2 separate regions of the Rattus norvegicus genome follow, and region 2 is linked to region 1. The links are chromatin contacts, called in public Hi-C maps. All regions are on one chromosome and are shown on one strand. The core of a region is the stretch at or near the end of the contact, and the rest is flanking DNA. Distances in the headings are between cores, read along the strand shown. Region 1 has its middle 60 kb from the start of Gfpt1. Region 2 overlaps Antxr1 (ANTXR cell adhesion molecule 1).

Region 1 (2,969 bases), core at 169-2,668:
CATGGGGTGCTTCCCACTGAGGTCAGGGAGCTCTGTCCCCCTCCGTGTTTTCCGGGACTGGTAGCTTGCTGCCCCCTGCTGGCCAACCTGCTGTGAAAGATACTCCAAGCAGTCCTTTCCTGAAACCCTCTTCAGGGCCATACTCCCTGGGCAGTGGAAGCAAGAGGGCCCCAAGAACACCTGAAAATCAAAGCCTTTTTCTGGGTCCGCCCCACCTGAAGAACTGTGGTTGCCGAAGCCTCCGGTGTGATCCAACCAGGGGTGTTGGAGTGGTCTCCCATCTTTGCCCCTTCTTTTCTAGAGCTCAGGTCTGAGCAACACTGTCACAGTCTCCATTACTGAGCTTTCCTCACACTGTGACAGTGGCTGGACAACAGGTACCAGCACTCACTTCCTATAGGCAACACCTTCCTGGGAGGTGCCTTAGACCCTCAGGCAAGCTGCTCCTGTGTGGTTCTCAGTTTGGCCACTTGGACTAACATACCTGTAAGATTTATAATGGTGATCTGTTTTGACATTTCAAAGCAACAGTCTTTCCAGTTATTAATAAAGTGTTGATTGACCATATATGAGAAAAGCAATGAGTGACAGCACGGTATTCCAGTCCTGTCTTCCCTAAAGGACTGTGACCCCAGAAGTGGCCTCTGTGGATAATGCAGTGCCTGAGCTTAGAAATGGGCCCTCGCAACTTCCCAAGGGCCTAGGGACCCCAGAAGACAGAAAGAAAGACCTTGGGAGAGCATAGGCTACTCCCAGCTTCTGGACTAAATGCAAATACTCCAGCTACTGATGTTTCTGGCCACTTTCTAAGTTCCCAGGTAAAGGATGCCCAAAAGCACCTTCTTCAGAACCTAAATTTCTAAACCTTGTAAGCTGGAATGTATAGTTTACAGGCAGGGCACTTACTCACCCAGCATATGAGGCCCCTATCCGCAGAACTGGCATAGGAGAACTGTCCTTCTAGAGATTGGAGATGGAAGTAGTAATGCTGTCCGCTGGGGCAGAATCTGGGGCTCTCTGGATTTGTGGATGCTGAAGGAGGATCCACTGGCCCCTGGATCTTCCTTTGCCTTCTCCAGCTATATGATCCAAAAATAAACCCTTTTCAGCTACAAGAGCCCGTCTCACAGCCCCTCTGCTTCAGTTCAGTTAGAGAATTATATCGAGGCCTCTCACACATCAGTATTTAAGACTTCACAGATAACCAGACAGGGCTTAAGATGGGGAGGGGGTACATGTCTAGACAGTGACCCATGAAGGCCGCAGGGCCCGGGGGAGAAGGATGGGTGAGTAGAATACAGGTTGTGACTAGAATATCAACAGAATTGAAGGAGAAATCTCTATTTCTGAATGCTCTCTTGGGGGCCAGCCCAGCAGACTCCCGTTCTGTGAAAGGCCTGCTTTGTGCTTTCATGCTGCTTGGCCATCGCCTGCCCCACCCCCACCAAGTGCCTCTTACTCTACCCTTCTAGATATCAGTGCTTAACACTCTAGTTCCAAGTGTTTTGGTGTCGGAAAGCAATTGCAATAATAAAATTCTTCCCAAGTTAAAATGGCATGAAGAGGGCCCTGCGGACTGAGGTTTATTAAATATGAAGTATGCTTGTCAGAGAAAAAAACTTTGTTTTTATAAACAGTAGAAGTGTTGCCATGGTAACATTGCTTGGTTTGCTCTGCAACCCATAGAAGCCTCAAAGCCAAATTATGGCTGTCTCTCCCTCTGCTTGCCTACATTCTAGAATCATTGAAGCCAAAATTCCATGATTTGCCTGCCCACTTTCCAAGCCTAGAAAATATCATTTTAAAAGTCCTAGGGAAGCAGTGACAACAACCGCCAAAATTTCTAAATGAAAGTTATTTCTCACACACACACACACACACACACACACACAAACACACACAAAGACACATTCTGTCTGCCAGTTACAGTATGCCTCTCCTTTTTAAAATGCTTTTTATTTTATGTAGCCCAAGTTTCCTTGGACCTTACAAGCTCTCATGGTCAAAGAAATAGCATCATCATGTGACCCACAGTGACCCCTTTCCCCTCTCAGTCTTTTCCACATCTGCTCACAAAGGCTGTGAGCCTCCTACACATGCTTCTGAGAACCCCGGGGAGCAGGCAGGGAGGGTGAGTAGATGTGGTATTGACAAAAATCTACTTTCCAGGGCCAGTGTGGCCTATCCACATCAATGTCCTGTTTCTCCCACTGAGACCTCCAGAAGCCAAGCCTTTGACGATGTGTGAAGCAGCCCCAAAAAGTACTTCCCATCTCCGTGTGTCACGCTCTGTGCCCTCTGTCATGCTGGCACTTTTTCAGTGGTCAACTTAAACTATACTCGAATGCCCCTACCATGAAGAGAACCCAGCACCCATCCAATGGCCAGGATATGGTGACTCCTCTTAAGACTATGTCCCCTACACACAACTGCCCGTGAAGTCTGGAATCTTCTAGACAGCCATGTTGGATGCACGTCTTTACCCTTTGCCCCAAGCAGCGATTCCCTTTTCTTACACCACTAAAGAGTGTAAGAGCGGCAGCCGCCCTCTGGATGGCTCCATCGGATGGGGCAGAGAGGAGCTGGGATCCAGCAGAGGAAAGGGCTGCTCGGCTCCAAGAGAAAAGTAAATTGACAGCAGATTATTTTCCTACTGTGTGTCCCACTTCAGTGTTTGCCACATTGCGCTCCATGGTCCAACCCTCTAAAGGACGGGAGCCTTGGTAACAGAAAGTCAATGGGATGGAGAACTTTATTACTTTCAAGCACATAAAGTGTGAGATTTATGGCTGAGCAGGAAAGAGATGGCTCAGAGATACCAGGGAATTGTCCTGGCAAGGAATCAGCCCAGCAGGCGCTGGTGCTGAGATAAATCAAGTTAACCATTGTTTATCAGGTTTGGTCAGACTTGGAGGTTTCTCTGCTTTTCTTTTTTTGGCTTGCTATAGTTTTTGCTTTCTTTTTTAATG
Region 2 (2,969 bases), core at 259-2,758, 200 kb before region 1:
CAAAGGAACGATAAGTATTTCTAAAGTTTCGTGCTTACTACATACATTAAAACTATAATGAAACCCTTCGTCCTCCCATGCCCCACTGTCTGCCTGACCCAGTGAGGTGGGGGCCATATAAGGGGTGAGGCACTTGCCCTCTTTAGACCAAATATGAGGCCTCCTTTTTAGCGTCTGTCACACATTTCTTAAGCAAGGGACACATGGAGAGTCAATTTCCGTGCAATGGCCAAAAAGAAACGCACTGCAGAAATTCGCAGCGTCTTCTCCATTATGTGTGAAAAGAGATGTACAGAAGTGCTTGGCTCTTTGGTGCTATGAAAGTGAAGAGAAACAGAAATTGGCCAGTGTGAAAAATGAAGACATCCTACTACTGTCTGACTCAGCAGCACGAGAAGACGCAGGCGTGACAGATGGCGTGGGCAGTTACATAAGGACATAAATGTGGTCATAGGTGACGAGATCAAGGACCCTGGTCTGAGTGCACAAGCTTGGAGGAAAGTCGGGAAGCAGGTCGCTGTGCAGTGGGTAGTACCCAAGTCTGACTGTGGCTGGCGGGGGGAGGGGTATGAGGCGGCGGGGGGTGTCTGACTGCGGTACGCAGGAGTGAGGGCGGTGCCGTGTTTGAGCACCTAAGGAGGGAAGCACCTCAGGGTCTACCTTTTGTTTGTCCTCCATACCTTCATTTCCCACACTGAAGTAGCTGTTTTGATGACACTCTTTTTTCAAATTCTGTCCTTGGACCCTCAGTCTATGTCATTTCCCCACAAGTGACAATTTTGCATAGCAGCTTTGGGTGACATTGGTCCATCCCTTTTTAGCCTTCCAGGAGATGCACTGCAGCTCTCATGGGGTCATCTCTGAAGCCTGAGAGCACGAGACATGGACCCAGAGTCATGAAGTTCAGCCATAGGAGCGCCTTTTAAGACAATTTAACATTTTCTGTCTTAACAGCAATGTCACTATTTTTGTTGTTGTTGAATTTGCACCAAAAATACCAGTAATTGATATGCAAAAAAATGTGTGTAAGCTTTTCCTGGTTGTGTACATGAGTGAGTGCATGTGAGCATGTGCAGTGTGTGTACATGTGTTTGCTTGTGCATGTGTGTGTATGTGTGGTATGAGAGTACGTGTGTACATGGTGCGTGCGTGTAAAACTGTGTGTGTGTGTGTGTGTGTGTGTGTGTGTGTGTGTGTGTTTGAAAGGCAGAGTGGAGAAGGGAGTACCTCTTTGGTTAAGATACCTTTTGAATCACGAGTCACAGAAAAGAGTGCACCTTATATCCTCACCCAGTGCCCGCTCACTTGCACAGCCTACTGAAGCCCCTGAAGCACTGTTTTCTGTTACTTTCCGCAGCACATTCTGGTTTTTCAATCTTATTATGCTTCATTTCTTTGAAAAAAAATTGGCGATCTCCCAGTAGCTAATTTCCCAACTCTCTAACTGCATTCTGCAGTGCGAGCGTCATTGTTTTCAAAGCCATCAGTTGGACTGACTAAGGGAAGTCATGTGGCAGGAGAGAACTCAAACATCATGGCTGCTGGAGGCTCCACGGCAGCAGATGGAGCAGGATGGTGTCCCCAGACAAGGGACAAAGAGAGGTGCTCAGATTGGCTTTGGATCTGAACTAGTGTTTAGAGAAGTTGAAGTGGAAGCAAGAGTCAAGGTCCAGGAGGGAGGCTTGGCTGTGCCCACAAGAAAACAGTTGATAAAGGCCTGGGCCAAAATGGGGCTCCAACTTGTTAGGGTGTAGAAAGAGAAGAGGAGAAAAAGAGGGGGGAGAGAATCTGGGAGAGAGTACTCACTCACTGGCAAGGAAGCTTGGGGCTAATTTTGGGTCCACCCAGTGTCTCTGAAGCTACTGAGCATATCCATACCTACCCAGGACCCGAGAGGGCCACTGGCATCAGTGACTTAACCAGGTGTGGCTAAGGATGAGCGGGGCTGACCATTTTGTAATCTCTGTCTTAGCTGCCTTGGCCTCCCGGGGTTAGCAGTCACTGGTGGCAGATCCAGCCGAATGTGCCTGTATTTCCTTTTCACTGTGCCCTGGTTGCTCATACAGCAGATGTGTTTTCAAGGCGTTTAACCACAGGGTTAGAGACTCTCGGGAGCAGAAAAGAATGTCCTTTTGTTCAGAAAACAATTGGGTAACATTTCTGATTCTGCTGTTGCCCCTCTTTGTGTACACATCGGGCCCTCGGAAGTGACTGGACTGTCACCCGAAGGCAAGGCCAGGTTGCTCCATACAGAATCCCTCACAGAGTGTGACATCAAATGTTTCTTGATTTTTTAAAAAATCATATTTCAAGTACTGGAGGCAGAAAAACAAAATGCTCTCCACAGTGATCACCTGCAGGGGCTTACAATGCAGACCAGAGGCTTTCCTCCCTGGGGAGTGGCAAGCCCTTTCACAAACCCACTTCAGTAGATTCTGGGTGAGGACATTGACCTTGGCTCTAATTGGATCCCAAGTGCACCACATGAATCTTCCAATAGACATTTCTGTAATGCTGGGTCCAGGCAGGATTCCTGGGAGGCTTTTTTAATTCCAATTATGAAGAGAACTGTGCTTGCAGAAGAGAGACACAAAGTCCCCAGAAGAGACCCTTTGCTAGTCTCAGTACCTCTCAAACCTACCATGTCCATGGGAACAAACATCTTTTGGTACTTTTTATATTGGGTTTAGAAGGAAATTCTAGATTCTACCTTGCAGCTTAAATAGCTAGGTTAATCCAACATGGCTGACCCTTAAAAAGACAAAGGTGACATGAGATATGTCATATGATTAAAAACATACAATGGGTGGAGAAAAGCTGAACTTGAAGACAAGCTGCCATTTTCCCGGATAGCACCGAGCTTCTCACGGTTGGGATCAGGAATCTGATTCTAGGCTTTAAGTGAGAGTGGCCACAAGTCTGAGCTCCCAAGGGTCAGTTACGCTGGGAGGAGCCTCTAGGGCAGTTTC

What was found. Hi-C and Micro-C count contacts between places; a contact is called where the count stands out from the background.
Region 2: a Hi-C map of the A7r5 cell line shows a contact between it and region 1, with 6 times the contacts expected there. The contact joins two enhancer-like sites. A contact is called at or near these places in 8 of 12 Hi-C or Micro-C datasets (the A7r5 cell line, Schwann cells, hepatocytes and 3 more).

Annotation. Positions count from the first base shown.
Region 1 is chr4:121,112,775-121,115,743 of GRCr8, reverse strand. No RefSeq gene overlaps it. Among named protein-coding and RNA genes, the nearest start is that of Gfpt1, 60 kb to the right of the region's middle. Within about 2 kb of position 1,418, at least 50 of the 93 cell types and tissues checked have an H3K27ac peak or open chromatin away from gene starts, as enhancers often do. A contact at or near this core is called in the A7r5 cell line and Schwann cells, where this site is marked.
Region 2 is chr4:121,315,815-121,318,783 of GRCr8, reverse strand. The region is part of intron 1 of Antxr1 (ANTXR cell adhesion molecule 1); the gene reads left to right. Among named protein-coding and RNA genes, the nearest start is that of Antxr1, 18 kb to the left of the region's middle. Within about 2 kb of position 1,508, at least 35 of the 93 cell types and tissues checked have an H3K27ac peak or open chromatin away from gene starts, as enhancers often do. A contact at or near this core is called in the A7r5 cell line and Schwann cells, where this site is marked.